Regions from separate parts of the Mus musculus genome. Here all the other regions are linked to region 2. Evidence: chromatin contacts called from public HiChIP or PLAC-seq data. All regions are on one chromosome and are shown on one strand. Each heading gives the region's core, a stretch centred on a gene start, on an enhancer-like site or on the middle of the called end of the contact. The rest is flanking DNA. Distances are from core to core; before and after follow the strand shown.

Region 1 (2,700 bases), core at 67-2,566, 230 kb after region 2:
TTTTCAAGACAGGGTTTCTCTGTATAGTCCTGGCTGTCCTGGAACTCACTTTGTAGACCAGGCTGGCCCTGAACTCAGAAATCCGCCAGCCTCTGCCTCCCGAGTGCTGGGATTAAAGGCGTGTGCCACCACGCCCATCTTATTCAACATTTTATGAGAGATATTATTATTATTATTACTATTATTCCCATGGAAGAGAAATAACGTGTTAAAAATTAAATAATTTAATGTGTGCTAGAGCTAAGATTCAAACTCTGTCTGTCTGTCTTCTGACTCTAGGGCCTGCCTGTGTTCTGGCTCTGATAACTTACTATCATGTCTTTATTTGACACAGTCAGTAGGTCAGGGGAGCAGGCAGCAGGTAGAAGGGAAAAGTCTAGCCTCCTCTATATATCAAGTAGCTGCTGCTGCTGCGTAACAAGCCAGCTCGAAACGCAGTGCCTTAAAATATTACACATGCACTTAGCTCTCCAGCCCGTGTTTTGATCCGGGGCTTCCTCTGGTCTGGAATAGCGCTTTGCATGCTCTTGTGGTCATCTTCGGATTAACTGTGGGTTGATTTGTTGATCTTGGCCCGTCTTTCTTACCTGTCTGGGGCCTCAGCTGAGACAATAAGGCTGACTGACTCAGCTCTGCCTCACCTGCTTTCTTATCATCCAGCAGGCTAGCCTGGGCTTGTCCTCATAGTCAGTACAGAAGTGGCTAAGACCTTTTGGTCCTAAGCTCAGAAACCAGACCCTTATCGCTCTTGCTATCCAAAGAAGCAATGTATCTGTTACGCATGCTTACCCTGAACTAAAGCTTTTAATCCCTTTAACACTTCTATGGAGAGAAACAACTAGAAGCCCCATTTCACAGACAGGGAAGTTGAGTTATAGATGCATTAGGTAAACTAACCCAAAGGGACAGAACTGCTCAGTGGCAGGGGCATGATTATGATTAGAACCAGAACCGACTCCCTTAACTACTTCTCCTTATAGTCAGGTATTTGTGATACAGGGCTCCCCTGGGGAAGGACAGACAAAGGAGCTGGGCTAGGTCACAGAGCGCAGAGTGCCTACAACAGTGCCTGTACAACCGTGGCAGCTAGCCAAGTGAACCAACTTCTGTGACCTCCTTTTTGAAGAAGATCCCAAGAGACGGGAAGGGTCCTGCCTGAGGTTGTGTGGTACAGCCTGGGACACTGGCCCCACATCCCTGGAAATGTTTGCTTGTTTACATCTAAATTTTCTGAAAGAGGTCTCCAGCTGGGACTTCCCGTGTCTGGCTCAGTGACAGAGCTGTTTGGGGAGATCTGGGAAGCCCTTAGACCTCAGAAGACCAAACTGCTTCGTCAGCTTGTCAGCTCGGCATTGCACAAAAATAGCCCTGGTCGAGGAGGAAGGCAGGTACTCCCTCCCCAGCATTTCCCCTCCAGCCCCGCCTGGGCTCTAAAGAAAATGACACAGGGCTGACTGCACACAGCACGGGGATGTGGCTGGGAAGAGGCCTTCATGGCGACAAAGGAAGGAAATGAATATGCAGTATTAGTAATTATACTGTACACGTCCCAATTTGTATTTCAATATGTCATTTCCATGATAAAACTGCCGAAGCGAGTAGCTAATGATTCGGACTCCTGTCGGGGCGGCGGCGGGGGAGGAGAGGGTGGGCCCCCACCCCAAAAGAAAAATTGCCTTCAATGAGGAGCTCCTACATGGCAGATTGGCTGCTTACAGGGAAGGCATATCCCAGCAGGTGAAGATGCAGCCCAAGGCTTTTTATGAAAACAAGAGTCAGGGTTGACAGGGCAACTGCTGTAAGTGCCTGGGACCCCTCTTGCTCCAGGATGGAGAGGCAGGCTGCGGGATCCCTAGGCTAGATTAGAACAGAGATGCTTTTGGCTCATCTTACATGATAAAGTGTACGTTACTAACAGTCTTGCCAATGTGGCTGTCCCCTCTAGAGCTCACAAACCCATTACTTTTACACAAACCTTTCCTGCCCTTTCACCTGTGCTAATTTGCATATCTGAACCTCAAATTATATCGCATTCCAGGAACCAACCCTGACCACACTTGCCAGCAACACAGGCTCTACTTGGCGGGGAATCTGCTCTCTCTAGGGCCTGGTTTGGCACCTGCAACACACAACCACACCACAAGGCGACTGGTAGTCCCCTGATCCCCCAACCCTTTACAGGCACTGGTCTATGAATCCCCTCAAAGTAAAAGGTCCTTCAGGACCCTTTGGAGGAAGGTAGAGGAGCCACTAAGAAGAGTTTCTCCACTTTCTCAGCCCCAGTTCATGGTCAGATTCATCTAGCTTTAACCAAAGTTGAATTCCCAGCTTCTAGCTGGAATAGAATGGGATGCTCTGAAAAAATAACAGAATCGGTGTCTGGGCATGAAAAAATAATAATAGTGGCCCCATAATTGTACAGCGCTTTACCAATTACACGGCTGTTTGTGAGCACTGTGTCAACTGGTTCTCTCATTCCAGCTGGGTGAGGTGAGCACACAGGTATTATAATGAGTCTCACTTCACAGAGGAAACCAAGGCCCCAGGAGTAAGCAACCTGCCCAAGCACAGCTCTGTGCCAGTGTGTTTGGAGCTGAGACTTGAACCCTGCTCTCTCGGTCCAGCTCCAGGGCTCTGTCACTCAGAACCTGTCAGGGTAGCTTGGTGAACCAGGTCATCCGTGGCCTAAGATGTCACTGT
Region 2 (2,726 bases), core at 99-2,598:
CTGGCTGTCCTAGAACTCACTAGACCAGGCTCTGACCACGACCTCACGGAGATCCGTCTGCCTCTGTCTCCTTAGTGCTAGGATTAAAAGCAAGCACCACCATGCCCGGCCAAACACATATTCTTTTTAAAAAAAGTTTGATGAACTCAACTGCACAAAAATATCTTAGAAGGAAGCAGAAATAGCAACAGCAAACTTGCTGTAAACAGCGTAAGAAATTACATCATAACGTCGGCAGGTTCATTTTGGCAGGATCTGTGACACTCCCTTGTAAGCTGTATTCCTTGCATCCTTGTAACCACCCCTCTAAGACAATGCTAATTGAAACTAATATTTGAAGACATTCGGGCACTTGCCTACAGGCATTTCACTGTAGGAAGTAAGAGTCAAGTTCAAGAAGCAGTTGAACTCAGGAGGATCTGGCTTCTAAGAGTTTGTCAATAACCAAGGACACAGAAGGTTAGGGGTCTGAACTGAGGAGTAAGATTGGGGTCCAGCTTTCTTTCTCCACAGTGTTTTCAGATAGAGCAGGTAACTACAGTTATGGTGCCCAGTACTCTTAAACCAATGGCAGGCACAGCAGCAGTCCTGCACTCTGATTGGTCCTGGTCTCTGGAGGCGGCCCAACAGCTAAGCCAATCGAACTGCTGATCACAGCTCCTCCCACCTAAGGACCCTTCCCTTCCTCCTTAATCCAAGGTCAAGATGGATCGAAAATAGCGTGTCTTCCCTAGACTGTCCCGTGAAACTTTCCCCAAAGTGACTGTTCATTTTGCCCTGTCCAGCGTGGCGACCACTGAGTCGCGGATGACTGCAGGGATAAACATGACTAAAAGCTTCTGCCTGTGGCTAGCAGCTACCACACGGGACAGCACTACGTTGACGTTGTTTTGATTAGATTTCTTCCAGAGCTGAGTACAGCGGTTGATTGGTTTTTCTGTTTGACTTCTGTGAATCTTGTCTTTGGATGTGATCCATTAAGCATAAGAAAAGAATTAAAAACAAGGAAAGTCTACTTGTGTGGCCCAACGGATCAGTGCTGAGCCCAGAAGAGACTCATCACAACGAATTCCTATTAACAACAGTTTCTGGTTCAAAATAACAGAAGGAGAAAACACAGCCTAGGGCACTTGGAACCCTAAGTAGCAGATGTTCCGGCTTCAAGGTCCAGGTAGAATGTGGATTCCAGGAAGAAGCTAATAGCTTTATTGTGGAACAAGCCCTCACTTAGGACCCAGCTGAGGGCAGACATTAGTTCTGGCCAAGTATTCAGAGCCCTCTGTCATTCCCTATAATCCTCCTGCGGCTCAGTGCTGCCACAGCGTTCCACAGTACAGGTCCAAACCGGAATCTGGAGAGGCTCATATTCCAAAAGTCAGAGGGAGCGGCAATGCCTGGGGCACTAACTATGGGAATAGAGTATGGCTTGCCTGAAGGCCTTGAACTCTGATTCCCCGTAGGAAGGCCCACTGCACAGTGGCTGAGACTTTTTCTGAAGAGATAACAGACTAGCAGAAGGTGACAGAGCAGAAGCTGAGCTGGGGACACCTCTGACGTGGGCCCTATCACCAAACCTTGTCCCTTAGGGCCTGTACGGAAGTTGCTGTGAGACAGCAGTCGGGGTAGGGCAGTGCCAACTGGGGCACTATCAGCAACAGACAAAAGAGGCTGTAGGGGCCCCTGTGGCAAGAGGACACAGCAGTACAGGGCTAAGAAGACTATTAAAGAAAGGTTTCCTCTCAAGTCCCAGGTTTAATGGTGACTTTTAGACAGATGACAGTAATGTTACAAGACAAAGACAGGAATGAACTAGAGGTTGAGGGGCCCGGGTATCATGCCTCAGAGGTCTGTCTACACATTAAGCAGTCCAGGAAGTACTTGTGTACGGTATGGAGAGGCTCTGGCTCCTTTCCTTAGGGTAAGGTGAGAGATGAAGATAAAGAGAGATAGCCTCTATCACACAGGATGTCCCATCTGCGCCCAGAGGATGTCTCTAGGCTGGATCCGCTCGAACAGCAAAAGCAGGAACTTATCTGGCTCCTGAGCGCGTTACAGAAGACCCCCTGACATGGGATCAGTCCTTCCTGATCTGGGAAGAGGAAGAGAAAGAGTCTGGGGTTCTTATGCTGCATCTAACATGTCCCCACATCTGCGTCCCCCACCACATATACACACCTAGCCAAAGACAGGAGGTGAAATGTTCTGATAAAAAACGGGAGTGGGGGCAGTTGCCATCTCTCTGTAAGCCCCTTCAGGAGACAGGCCGGACTGAGCCTCCTTTCTTCTGCTTTCTTTCTCCTTCACCTCCAGGCTCCGCCTCTGCACATGGCTCCCCAGTGATTCCCCACTCACATCTCTCCTTCATCAATTGCTCGACAGACGCTATCGACCCTTAGATGCTGAATGGCGCGGAACCAACTAAGGGTCCATCTCTGTGATGTTCCTCTTTCAGGGACTTTTCTCATGAAGCTTTTCTGGCTGGTTTTGTGTGTCAACTTGACACAAAGCTGAAGTTATCACAGAGAAAGGAGCCTCCCTTGAGGAAATGCCTCCATGAGATCCAGCTGTTAGGCATTTTCTCCATTAGTGATCAAGAGGGGAGGGCTTAGGCCATTGTGGGTAGTGCCAGTCCTGGGTTCTATAAGAAAGCAGGTTGAGCAAGCCAAGGGAAGCAAGCCAGTAAGCAGCACCCCTCCATGGCCTCTGTATCAGCTCCTGCCTCCAGG
Region 3 (2,700 bases), core at 52-2,551, 200 kb after region 2:
TCACTATATAGACCATTCTGTCCTCAAACTCAGCTCTGCCTGCCTCTGCCTCCAAAGTGCTGGGATTAAAGGTGTGTACACTATGCCCACCCCCCATCTATGCTTTTTAAACACAACACCTGTATATATATCACAGTCTAATGGTTGTATAAGGGGGAAAAATTAAAAAGTTTTTCCTACCATCTGGTGCCAGATTTGTCTTGAAATTTAACATATTACACACATTTATATGTATAAGGGAAAAAAAAAACAACAACAAGAAAAAAGCCACCCAAACAGTATGTCATTAACAATGTGCTGCCATGCCTTTCAACTCAGTACTCTCAGGTAGCTATCTGTGAGCTTGAGGCCAGCCTGGTCTACATAGTGAGTTCAAGGACAGCTAGAGCTATAGGGAGATCCTGACTACACACACAAACACACACACACACACACACACACACACACACACACACACACACAGGTGCTTTCTTGGTGGTAGAATGTGTGACTTAATCCTTGACTCTGTTTCTGAACATTGAACAACACCAACAACAAAAAAATGAAACTGGGAAAGATGAAGCAGCCTGGGGACTCACACCTGTAACCTCAGTCATGAGCCTGAAACCAAAGGATGACGACAAGTTAGGAGCCAGGGTGGCCTGCAGGGTACCAGACAGGGCTGCCGAGCAACACTGTCTCAAAAAGAATGTGTGATGGGGGAAGACCATGTGATGGGGGAAATTCAAAACTTGAGCTAACTAAAAGATACTGCATACGTCACATCATTGCCAACTGGTAAACTTCACAGTAGAGAGAAACCACCATCTAGTAGTGAACGGCGACGGTTTATATCATGTGTTTGCATGTGCGTGAACTTTCCAGAGACAGGGCGGACATCACCTGGGGTGTTCAGTAAGAAGCAGAATAAGCCTGGGGGTGGGGAGGCACCCATCACAACTAACCCTTGTTTATTCTTACTGTTTTCTATCTGCTACCTATGTTAAAAGTGATGTCTTCATGACACAGTACCGCCTTTGTAATGCCTACAGTCTCTGAAAACTGTCAGAAAATGTTCACTATGGAAGTGAGCCATTGGCATGGCTGTGTTTGCCCTCTCAGAGATGTTTCATGTGACCTGAGTAGGTAGAGAGTTTCAAGGTATCAGCCTTCCTACTGTGTGGTGCGGTGCTGCTCACCCAGAGGCCGTGGGTCACGTGGCTGTCCCAGCTTCCAGTAGCTTACAGCTGTTTCATCTTCATCTTCTGGCACAGCAGACCCACATCTACCATCCAGTTGTATATTTATGCTGTTCCTGTCTCCACCCCTTGGGGTTATAGGGATACCCTAGAACACCTGGGCTGACCCACCATTTATGACATCAGTCATCTTTCAGATCTTACCCCAGCGTTCCATCCTGTTACACTTTTAACTACATGTGGGTTCAAAACCTTTTTGGAAGGCAGTGGGTACCTAATGCTAGGTAATAAATCACTCCAAGATGCAGATGCTTAAAACGACGCACTGAAGGGGGCTGGAGAGATGGCTCTGTAGTTAAGAGTACCTGTCACTCTTTGAGATCTTTTTGGTTCCCAGCACCTACAAGCAGATCACATCAGCCTGTAACTCCAGGCTCTTCCACCCTCAGCGATTCACTCACATGCATGTGCAGTCCCCACAGACACACTTGTGCACACATAGAGTAAGACAATGAACATTTGCTACTATATCAATGTCTACGAGGTTGAAAGTCAAGAACGTTGCTTGGAGTCTCGGAAGAAGTTGCAGCTAGGATGTCAGCCAGAGCCATCTGAGAATCTGGCCGGACTTGAGCATTGTGGGTACAGAGCCATCAGAGGATCTGGCTAGGCGTGAGCATTGTGGGTAGTAGCTGATGGTGGACATGAGGTGTCCCCTGTGTGGACTTTTCCTGGTCTTCTCTAGTGTCCTTGTGACAAGGTTGTGCACAGAGTAACTCAAGAACAAAATGGAAACCGTAGCACCTGGGCAGCTGCCATGTGCCTTCACTTCAGCCGGGTTTTAGCCTTCAAAAATGAGCCACTAGCTAAGTAGTACACACCTGTAATCCAGCATTCAGGAGGCTATCCTGGGCTTCCATGACAAGACCTTGAGCTGGCTGTAGCAATGCACACCTGTAGACCCTGCTACCGAAAAGACTCGGGTGGGAGGATAAGTTGAGCCTAGAAGCTGGAAACCAATCTAGTCAAGATAGCGAGGGTCCCACCTCAAGGTGGGGGGGGGGACAGGAAAAGGAGAGGAAAGATAAGCAAGCCACCTAGTCCCCCTAGACATGTTAATTTTTACCTTGGGAGAGAAGAGTGTCAAAGGATTAGGGTCTGTCTTAGTTGGCGTTCGATTGCTGGGAAATGGCACCATGACCAAGGCAATTTCTATGAAAGAAAGGATTTAACTGGGTCTCGCCCACAGTCTCACAGTTCTAGTCCACTGTCCTGGTGGAGAGCCTGGCAGCATGCAAGCCGTGCTGGAGCAGTAGCTGAAAGCTCTGTCCTGATCTTTTAGGCAGAAAGAAAGACATGAAATTCAAGCCCGCCTCCAGTGACACACTTCCTCCAAGACCACACCTCCTAATCCTTTTAATCCTTTCAAATAGAGCCAGTGTGTCCTGACTAAGGATTTACAAGTATGAGCCCCTGGGGCCATTCTCATTCAGACCGCCAATTAGTGACAGCCGTGAGGTGA

The links. HiChIP or PLAC-seq counts read pairs in DNA pulled down with a chosen protein or histone mark.
Region 1: a contact with region 2 is called in an H3K27ac HiChIP or PLAC-seq map of embryonic stem cells, with 6 read pairs. The contact joins two enhancer-like sites. A contact is called at or near these places in 1 of 39 promoter capture datasets (fetal liver), 5 of 115 datasets of contacts at active chromatin or transcription factors (embryonic stem cells, extraembryonic endoderm stem cells and stem cell-derived neural progenitor cells) and 3 of 9 other capture datasets (embryonic stem cells, liver and pancreatic islet).
Region 3: an H3K27ac HiChIP or PLAC-seq map of embryonic stem cells shows a contact between it and region 2, with 5 read pairs. The contact joins the promoter of 1700001K23Rik here to the enhancer-like site in region 2. A contact is called at or near these places in 7 of 39 promoter capture datasets (the 3T3-L1 cell line, 3T3-L1-derived adipocytes, embryonic stem cells and 4 more), 2 of 484 Hi-C or Micro-C datasets (the AML12 cell line and embryonic stem cells), 5 of 115 datasets of contacts at active chromatin or transcription factors (embryonic stem cells and extraembryonic endoderm stem cells) and 3 of 9 other capture datasets (adipose tissue, embryonic stem cells and pancreatic islet).

The regions. Positions count from the first base shown.
Region 1 is chr19:53,283,290-53,285,989 of GRCm38.p6, forward strand. No RefSeq gene overlaps it. Among named protein-coding and RNA genes, the nearest start is that of Mxi1, 26 kb to the right of the region's middle. Within about 2 kb of position 1,317, at least 87 of the 459 cell types and tissues checked have an H3K27ac peak or open chromatin away from gene starts, as enhancers often do. A contact at or near this core is called in embryonic stem cells, where this site is marked.
Region 2 is chr19:53,057,558-53,060,283 of GRCm38.p6, forward strand. The region is part of intron 2 of Gm30234 (a long non-coding RNA gene); the gene reads right to left. Among named protein-coding and RNA genes, the nearest start is that of 1700054A03Rik, 17 kb to the right of the region's middle. Within about 2 kb of position 1,349, at least 54 of the 459 cell types and tissues checked have an H3K27ac peak or open chromatin away from gene starts, as enhancers often do. A contact at or near this core is called in embryonic stem cells, where this site is marked.
Region 3 is chr19:53,253,904-53,256,603 of GRCm38.p6, forward strand. It overlaps 1700001K23Rik (RIKEN cDNA 1700001K23 gene), which reads right to left and starts at 1,302. Exons shown (of 3, transcript NR_036590.1): 1 at 1,179-1,302.